Regions from separate parts of the Triticum aestivum genome. Here all the other regions are linked to region 1. A link is a contact called in public Hi-C data. All regions are on one chromosome and are shown on one strand. The core of a region is the stretch at or near the end of the contact, and the rest is flanking DNA. Distances in the headings are between cores, read along the strand shown. Region 1 has its middle 250 kb from the start of LOC123090826. Region 2 has its middle 260 kb from the start of LOC123090825. Region 3 overlaps LOC123090826 (outer envelope protein 64, chloroplastic).

Region 1 (2,938 bases), core at 120-2,619:
GAGGAGGGATCAGATCGCGGGAACGGACCGGGGATCGCGGCAAAACAATCCTGCTGCAGTGTTACCAGAAACAGATGCAGGAAAAGTGCTTCGACCGAGACATCCGCGAGTGTGACCACTGAACACCGCCGCTGGACACAGTAAGTAGTCCCCAGCGGAGCAGAGCAGAGCAGAGCGGCGACCCCATGCAGTGCAGTGCAGCAGGGCCGCGGCGGACAAGGACGCCCGGACAAGCCATCACCTTTAGGCTCGGTTAAACAAGTTTTTATCCCAAGCACCAGCTAATCGCGCCTGCTTAGTTTATTAAGCATCCCAAGAGATAGAGAGGTGGCCAGGCCGACCGATCGATCAGGGAATCTCAATCCCTTTGAATAGCTACTGTGCCTGGCTGGGCTCAGATTGCCGCAGGGCAAGCAGTGGTAGCAATTATAGTAAGCAGTGTGCAATGGATTCCTTGAGTTCTCTGTCAAACCACGTAGAGTACTCTCTCTGTTTGCACACCTGCCTGCGGTGAATCGGACGGACCACATGCAAGTGGCGGGTGTTTTGCTGCTAGGATCTCCAGATGTGGCCCTCGATCGGCGCTGCATTACAGATGGGGTCAAGTCGACGATCTACTGACAGCAGTAAAAGTGACGAGTTGTTGGTTGCATTTCGTGATGAAAATTCAGCATCGGAGTGAAACGGCAGACCGAATTGCCCAACAACCGGTGACCACTCACCTGATGACTGCTCGCCGGCAGATCGAGTACCCGTGTCCAAATTCAACACCTTCCGTCGCCAACGTTGAAACTCCGTCGCCGCCTCGATAACGCCATTAATTCCTCACGACATCCGGCGGGCGATGCTGGCGCTCCTGCCCGCGTTGGGCTGAGCTGTTAGGCAGGCCGGTACGTGCTGACGCAGAATCGGCCCGGCTGCGCTCACCTGCTTTGGGCTGTTCACGTGTTCCCGTCACTGATTTTTGTTGTTGCACCACACTACTAGTCCTCTCCTAGGACGTGCAAGCGATGAACGGGTGATCGATCAGTCGGTTGCCGAAGTTAGGCCGAGGCTTTTGGGATGAAAAAACGTACGGGAGCGCTAGTTGCATGGCCTTTGGTAGAGGCAAGTGTGCGATAATATTCAGGTGGGTAACAATAAAGAAATGGCCCACAGAGAGCAGCTGGCCGCGGGCCTTGGACCGGCCACAGCGCCGCCGGCGCCCGGCCCGTGCGACGGCGACGTTGCACGCGTGCACCGGTCGGCCGTGCGCCTAGTGCGTCTCCTCATCATTTTTTGGAAGCGGAAAAGGAGCATCTTCAGCTGGCCTTTGACCTGTCCTCCACTAGCGGTTGCCGCCCAAGGGGCGCTGCAGCAGAGCATGTGTAGGGTGATGAGTCGAACGGGACCACGTCATCCCCACTTGCACGAGCGGAGCGGGTCAGGGATAAGAAAAGGAAAAGAGCTGGCGCTGGTCGGACAAGTGCGGCGTTGGCGGCGCCGCCGGCGACGCACGCATCCCGACCGGCTGAGATTCGGCCTGAACCACCACCGGGCAAGATGCACCGGCGCCTCGCCCGCTCATGGTGGGCGCCCATGTTGGGACCGCAACGGAACCGCGTCGTGAGTCGTGACCACAGTTGAGATGAACAGAGCGTGACCACAGTTGAGATGAACAGAGAGCGTGACCACCGAACTGCGACCACGGCCGTTACTAACTCACGCCGGACGGACGGAACGAACGAGCTGCTCAACTTTCTCTTCATTGATGGATCACACACGGTACGAGCGTACTCCCTCCGTTCGAAATTACTTGTCTTAGAAATGGATGTATCTAACATCCGTGCAAACCAGGACTGGCCGTATGGTCCAAGGTTAAGTGAATGTGACATGTAATGGGCCGTGGTGTATGTGTACCATGTTATTTGACTTACGAGCAACGATTTTTATGGCATTAGATTTGCGAACCAACCTATACACTTTTTTTTTGCGAATACGCAAAGATTGCGTATCATTCCATTGATAGGTAGAAGAGAGTTTACATACAAGTGTGCTGCTCTTGCGGCCGTACACAACTAGCTGGCGGCATCAAGAGAGCAAGTGAGCAGAAGGAAAGGTTGCTCAGCCTCGTGGTGAAAGGTCAGGTTACATGCAAAATTCGGTCTAGCCCTTTTGCGCCGGCCTTGGCCCAGTTCACAGCCTCCTGCTGAATGGTCGCCGTGAGATGGGTATGGGATGGAGTTTCTCCGTCGAAGATGACAACATTTCGATGCTTCCAAGTACTCCATGCCGTGAGGATGATCAGTGAGTTGACGCCTTTTTGCAGACATGTCGGAGTGGTGGTAGCCACGGTCTCCCATCAACCGAAGAAGCCGGTGGTTCCGTCCGGTGGTGCAATGGGCAGCCGGCACTAGGCAAGCACCTCGTGCCAGGATATGCGCACTAGCACGCATCCAACAAGCAAGTGATCGATGGTCTCGTCCGCTTGGTTACAGAGCTTGCAGTCGGGGCCGTGGGGTAGCCCATGTCTCGCGCGCCGTTCCGCTGTCCAGCAGCTATTAAGGGCAGCAAGCCATAGGAAGATTTTGGCATTTGAGGGCGCCCAGGTCCTCCAGATGAGTCGCCAGAAGGGTGCAGTGGTGGAGCCGTGGAAGAGTGCGTGGTAGCAGGAGCTCGCCGTGTAGATTCCATTAGAAGTCCATTTCCAAGATAGCTTGTCGGGGTTGGTTGATAAGGAGATGCCCTGAAGCTGTTGCCATAGCTCGATGTACTCGACGATGGCCACGGAGCAGAGCGTGCCATGGATGTCCGAGATCCAGGTGTTTTTTGTCAGTGCTTCATTGACGAGGTGGCTCTTCCGTCCGCGGCGCGGAATGAGGGAGAGCAGCGTAAGGGCCAGCTCCGCGACAGATTGGCCGTTAAGCCAATGATCAGACCAGAAGTGGCACGTGTTGCC
Region 2 (2,951 bases), core at 298-2,797, 150 kb after region 1:
TCCTAGTTTTGCTGAAAGGGCAACCCCTTTTTTCACTTTAAAACAAAAATAATTGATTAAAATACGTAAAAAAAATACTTTCCGTGGAGGATTAACCCACACAGTTAATGTTGTTTGCTAGTTGCTAGTGCTCCATACTGCAAAGTCTCTCTCAAATCTTAATTACAGTGAGATTCCATACTGCCGCGTCATGTCTTTCTTGTGCCGCTTGTCACTCTGATTTGAGTTGAGCACGAACCAAACGACCAATTGGAACGTAACATGTCACACACAGGTAGCGCGCGCTTTCGTTTCGTTTCTTTCGTGAAAGCAAACAGTGGGAAGTCACAGTGACTTGTGAGGCGAACCTCTCACAGCCTCCACAGTCTCGGCTCGCTCTTGTAGCATTCAGTTCAACGACCTAGGTAAGCTAGGCAAGCAGCCGGACGGCGACAGCCCAGCAATCCAATTCGGCTTAGCTTACCTTGCGGACCATGACGTTTCTCTCCCTCGCTCCGTTACGCCCGGTCTGCGACCAATCACTTGCTACTTACTTTCTTCGTTTGGGTTTATCAGTCTCTTTCATATTGCGGGGTAAACTTTGACTATATATTTTAGCAAAGAAAATATAAACTATATATGCCACAAAAAAAGAACTAGTAGTATCATAGGAAAACTCTTTCGAATACAAATTTAACAATATAATTTTTGTGAGATATACGTTACATTTTGCTAGATAAATATATGATCGATTTTTGACTCGAATTACGAAGGGGCCAATAAATCAGAACAGATGAGATAGAATTAAGCATGCACGCGCGACACGCCTCCGGCGGCCGACGGAAACCAACCATAGTTAATGTACCGGTCCGTACGTACAGTGCGTACTACACCAGTTCGGTTTAGATGTGCCTTAATTAACTCTCACCTTTCCGTTTGCATCACTTCACCAGCTAGAGTAATCCCCAGGATCGTATCTTGTCCACATGCAATGCACGCTTACTTACGATCCGAGACGCTTTACGTGTTCGCCGTCTTCTCCTGTCGTACGAGCTATACTAGCTAGGCTTGCTTTTACGATGTCAACGTCGATGCGGACGTCTCGCACGGTTCGCATCGCACCACTACCGCTAGTATGTGACACTACTTACACTACGCACGGTGAAAAATCTGAGCTACTGGAGGAGTGAGGAGTCGCGATAGCGCCGTGACCTAGGGTTTCAATTTGCCACGCAACACGCACATAAGATCTTTTTTTTCGGAGCAGAGCTGGCTGCCTGCCTGCCGGGCACATGGAACTGTCCACCGCCGGCTCCGGCTGGCCCGGCCTGGCCGGCCTCTCATCTTATCTCTCGCAACAACCACAGCACACAGCTCACTCACGGCCTAAGCTTGCTTGGTCAGATGATATCATAGTATAACTCCATCTGTTATCGTCCTAGCTAGGCCGGCTTCAGATCCGGCTAGTAATAATCCTTGCTGCCAGAGGCACAGCGCAGCAGGCAGCTACAGCATGTCGACATGTCTAGCCAGTGCGCATCGTGAGATGTATGGACGCGGGCAGCCAGCCAGAGGAGATGAGATCGCGACCGGTGTGGACAGAGAGAGACGGCACGCACGGTGGGGCACGGGGCACCGTGGCGTCTCGGCTGGCCGTTCTCAGCCGGCCGGCCGGCACGGCGTGGGCGGACGTGCCGGGGCCCGGCACCGGCCGCGCCCAGCCAGCGCGTGACCCGTGCCGCGCGGCGGATCTGCACTCTGCCATTGCATCGTGCGCGCGTGCCATGCCAATATGCCATGGCATGCAATTGCGTCACATCACAGATCACACCCACCCAAACGAAGGTCGAACGCCCGGAGTAATCTGATGCCGCTCCCAAGGTGACCTGCTGGCCAGGGACGACGATTGCGATCTCTGATCGTTATCCGCACGGCTGATGGTGCACGCACGCACGCTGTGTTGATTTTTTTACCGCGCGAGTTCCTTCAGCCGTCTCGCCATAAAGCTGACGCGACCTCACGCTCACCGTCGAGTTGCTACCACTGGCAGCGCCTAGGGCTAGCTAGCTGTGTGCGCGACCAGCACTAACTCCGACCCGACCGGACAGGACATCACTTGCCATCCTCTGGTGCTGTCAAAACAGAGATTGCTTGGCTCTCGGCAGTGCTACGTAGCGCAAAACACACCGAAGGGGGAAAGGTTTCACTGTGCACTAGTGCTATTCAGACAGAGACGCCATGACACCTAGTTATCTCTGCACTGAGTACTGGAACATTATCACGCTAGATGAGAAAAATCATTCGAGCCTCGGATGTACATTTCCTTTTTATCTTCTGCCAAATTCACAGGCTCACTTATCCGAATCAAGAAGGGATGCATGCATGCATTGTTTACTGCCTCAGTAATTATTCCTGGAACTTTACCCTGGCGCGGGGACGAGTTTTACCCCTCAATACGAGTGCGTACTTTCGTATAGCGTCTTTCGCTTTTCATCGAATACGGACGGTGGCCTGGCCTTTGCCAGTACGAAGATGGGACGAGGATGGTGCAAAAGCTAAAGCACTCTGGCTCTCAAAGGAAACAGGAATAGAAACACGGAAGAGGAAAAAAGGCATCAAAAGTGGGGACGACGCCTTTGGCTCTCGGATATAAACAGTAAAACTGTAAGAAAAAACAGTTTGGATTTTGAAAAAAATATGATTCTTTTTTATGAATACATGTGTGCTAGTTTTTTTTCTTTTTGCAAAACGCTTATATGCTAGTTTCGCACTAAAGTTGTTTTTTTCCGGACGGGTCATGATACTTGTGCTTTCCCATGAAAATTTACAGACACCCAAAAATAGCTAAATACATACATCTATTTTTTCCCTTATTTTCCTGACATTCGTAAAAAATATTACTCCTATTTTCATCCCGGAGCATATGCTGCCCGGAGCCGTTTTGAACACCCACCAACCAAAAGTGTTGCTTG
Region 3 (3,060 bases), core at 509-3,008, 230 kb before region 1:
GGGACGGAGGGAGTATGTTCTAAATCTGTTGCGACTGTGATGGTTTGTGAGTTTTTGCATGATTGGTTGAGTTGTTATTTATGTAACGTTTCAGATTGTCAAAGCTTACTTGCGAAGAGGCACGGCAAGAGAGATGCTTGGATACTATAAGGAGGCTGTCGATGGTCTGTCTTTCATTTCCCTTTGCTTGATACTCAAGTTATCTGGATTTAAAACTAATTGTTTACTTGTCGACTGTGTCTTGCAGATTTTAGCCATGCCCTTGTTCTAGAGCCAATGAACAAGACGGCTGGTGTAGCTATTAATAGATTAAAGAAGCTATTCCCGTAAGTGCCAAGCCCATGGAATTATTTCTTTCTGAAAATATGGCTGCTGATTTTGTGCACAAACAACTGTGTCTTGGGGATGGAATGGAAGTGCCTGAGCGCCATGGATCTGTGATGCGGCATATGCTCTTTGCGCTTCGCAAGGGTATTGAATCGTCATTGCTGGTGGCAACGGGGTTGTCATTCGTGGAGTCATTTTGCATGTTCTCCCCCAAGTTTTGATAAAGCAAAGTAAAAAAAGCATAGGTTTGGAGAGTCGATCATAGCAGCAATGTCCCCTCAGATGTGATCTACCAATGCGCTCCCGTCATGTATAATATCGATTTTGACAATTATTTGTTGAAACAGCTTGATTTTGCCAGTAAAGTGCTCCGCAATGCCGCATGCATCCTTTTGCTATTCTGATGCGGCTTTCAGGGGAAACGGCAGCTTCAGGTGAAGTCTCACCGAGGCTGTTGGGCAACAACCCTTTTTGCTTACATGTTGCCCTCACTGAATTTAGACGACATTTCAACCTTCCCTTTAGGTTTGGTTGTTTGGTTGTCCCTCTCACTGAATTTTCATGTATTGGAAGGCGTCTGCGTCAGTGATGTGTGCCTAATATGATGGTGTGGATTGCTCACCGCCGGACCTTATTGTGCATGGACATGCAAGATGCAACTATGCAAGTGGGTCTGAGGCGAATTCCTGTTCTAATAATTGGGCGTCGCGTTCACTGGCGAAGTTGGGCTTAGTCTGTTGGGTCATTTTTGTATCAAGTACAGGAGGTGAGCCTTAGGTCATTGACTCGTTTGTTACAGAATAGCAATCAAGTGACCTGGCAGGGAAAGGAAAGCTGGCATCTTAGGTGTCTGCCCCCAGATGTCTCAGTGCATGATGATTCCCAGCCATTCAGGTGCCGTCACCGGTTAAGGAATGATCGTATCAGGCCAACCAATATCGATACCAGTTCACACACGCTCCGAGTAGCAATAATAAACGGTAAAGAGGACAGCTTGATCTTGTGCTTCGACTGGTACGGACACACGCGGCAAGGTGCGGCGCCGGCGCCGGCGCCAAAGCTATCTCCAACTTGCTTCTTTCCGGAAGAGAAAAGATGTTATCACTGGAGGACGTTACAAAAAGAAAAGCATCCCCAACTGCATCTATCCACGGAGGGGAAGAGCTCTCCTTTTCCATCGCCCCTTGCACGAGCGGGTCATTCAGTCAGTCAGTCAGGGATAGAAAAAAGTAGAGAGAGAGGCGCCGGAGCCGCAAAGTTACGGCGCGCACGCACGCTTTCCCTCGCGCGTTTCGGCCTCGGTCGGATCAAAGAACGAGCGAGCGAACGAACGAACGGCATGATCGATCGCGTAGGGCCCATGGGGGCGGCATGTGTGGTGGTTAGGTACGGCCCTTTTCCCGACGCGCTACCCTTTTTTTATCTGTTCGGCCGATTGATGCTCATGCTCATGATCGGGACCATGCGTGAACAGAACTGCGCCGTGACCACAACACAGTTCAGACCTTATCGGAGCCGCCGAGAGGTTACGAGACGGGGAGAGAATGAGTAGGGCGTGACCACGTACGCGCCGCTGCCGCGGACCGCCCAGCGACTCGTGGCGATCATGCGAGACTGATGAACCTACGAATTTAGCCCCCATCCGCCCGTTTTCAAGGAACTAGTACTGCATAAAATCCCGGTACGTGCAACAACCTTGAACGAGACCCTGCCCTACCAATATATATTTTCTTTTCAAGGAACCAGCAGACTCTCTAAAAGCATCTCCAAAAGATGATCCAAATTTTGACGGTCCAAAACCGGAGATGTAAATTTTGGACCGTCAAAAAATACGTTTTGGAGCTTCGAAAAAGGCCAACTCCAACAGATGGTCCAAATTCATGGTCCAAAAAAGCAACTCCAATAGATGGTCCAAATGCATGGTCCAAAACCGGCCAACAGCCGCCCGGCTGCTGTTCATCCGCTGTCCAGCCGCAGATATTTGAAAATAACATAAAAAAAATCATATCCACAATATCAAATTATTGCATAGTTCTTCAGATCCAGGAGATGCAATGCAACACAAATATAACATAGTTTTGCACAATACAACATAGTTTTGAACAAACAAATAATAAATCTATGCGGATCTTTCGCCATGCCATTTCCAATGCTCTTCCATCAAATCTTTCTGGAGTTGGTCATGCACATCGCTGTCTCTAATCTCGCTGTACACCTTCATGAAACGTTTGATGCGCTGTTCTTTTCGCATGGGGTTAATAGGAATGCCCATCAAGTGATAGAAGTTGCAATGTAAATGTTTTCCATGCTCGTTCTCAATGATTATGTTATGCATGATCACGCAAGCGGTCATGATGTACCAAAGGATCTTTTGATCCCGAAATCTAGATGGTCCTCGCACAATAGCAAATTGGGATTGCAAAATCCCAAATGCCCTCTCAACATCTTTTCTAGCCGCCGCTTGTGCATTATGAAAGACAGGTTCTTTCTTACCTTCAGATTTTGCAACCGGCTTGACGAATGTACTCCACCTCGGGTAGATCCCATCTGCAAGATAGTACCCATAGTTGTAGGTGCGGCCATTTGCTTCGAAGGTCACCGGTGGTGCTTCTCCATTTGCTAAGTTGGCAAAGAGAGGTGACCGGTCGAGCACGTTAATGTCGTTGCAAGAACCGGGCATACCAAAATATGCATGCCAAATCCATGTTTCATAATCAGCAACTGCCTCAAGAA

What was found. A called contact is a pair of places that touch in the nucleus more often than the background predicts.
Region 2: a contact with region 1 is called in a Hi-C map of leaf, with 6 times the contacts expected there. The contact joins two enhancer-like sites. A contact is called at or near these places in 1 of 5 Hi-C or Micro-C datasets (leaf) and 1 of 1 datasets of contacts at active chromatin or transcription factors (leaf).
Region 3: a contact with region 1 is called in a Hi-C map of leaf, with 2.8 times the contacts expected there. The contact joins two enhancer-like sites. A contact is called at or near these places in 2 of 5 Hi-C or Micro-C datasets (both in leaf).

What each region holds. Positions count from the first base shown.
Region 1 is chr4B:34,025,687-34,028,624 of IWGSC CS RefSeq v2.1, reverse strand. No RefSeq gene overlaps it. Among protein-coding and RNA genes, the nearest start is that of LOC123090826, 250 kb to the left of the region's middle. Within about 2 kb of position 1,369, at least 5 of the 8 cell types and tissues checked have an H3K27ac peak or open chromatin away from gene starts, as enhancers often do. A contact at or near this core is called in leaf, where this site is marked.
Region 2 is chr4B:33,876,872-33,879,822 of IWGSC CS RefSeq v2.1, reverse strand. No RefSeq gene overlaps it. Among protein-coding and RNA genes, the nearest start is that of LOC123090825, 260 kb to the right of the region's middle. Within about 2 kb of position 1,547, at least 7 of the 8 cell types and tissues checked have an H3K27ac peak or open chromatin away from gene starts, as enhancers often do. A contact at or near this core is called in leaf, where this site is marked.
Region 3 is chr4B:34,258,674-34,261,733 of IWGSC CS RefSeq v2.1, reverse strand. It overlaps LOC123090826 (outer envelope protein 64, chloroplastic), which reads left to right. Exons shown (of 14, transcript XM_044512169.1): 12 at 95-164; 13 at 248-326; 14 at 418-687. The coding sequence ends at 424. Among protein-coding and RNA genes, the nearest start is that of LOC123090826, 13 kb to the left of the region's middle. Within about 2 kb of position 1,758, at least 6 of the 8 cell types and tissues checked have an H3K27ac peak or open chromatin away from gene starts, as enhancers often do. A contact at or near this core is called in leaf, where this site is marked.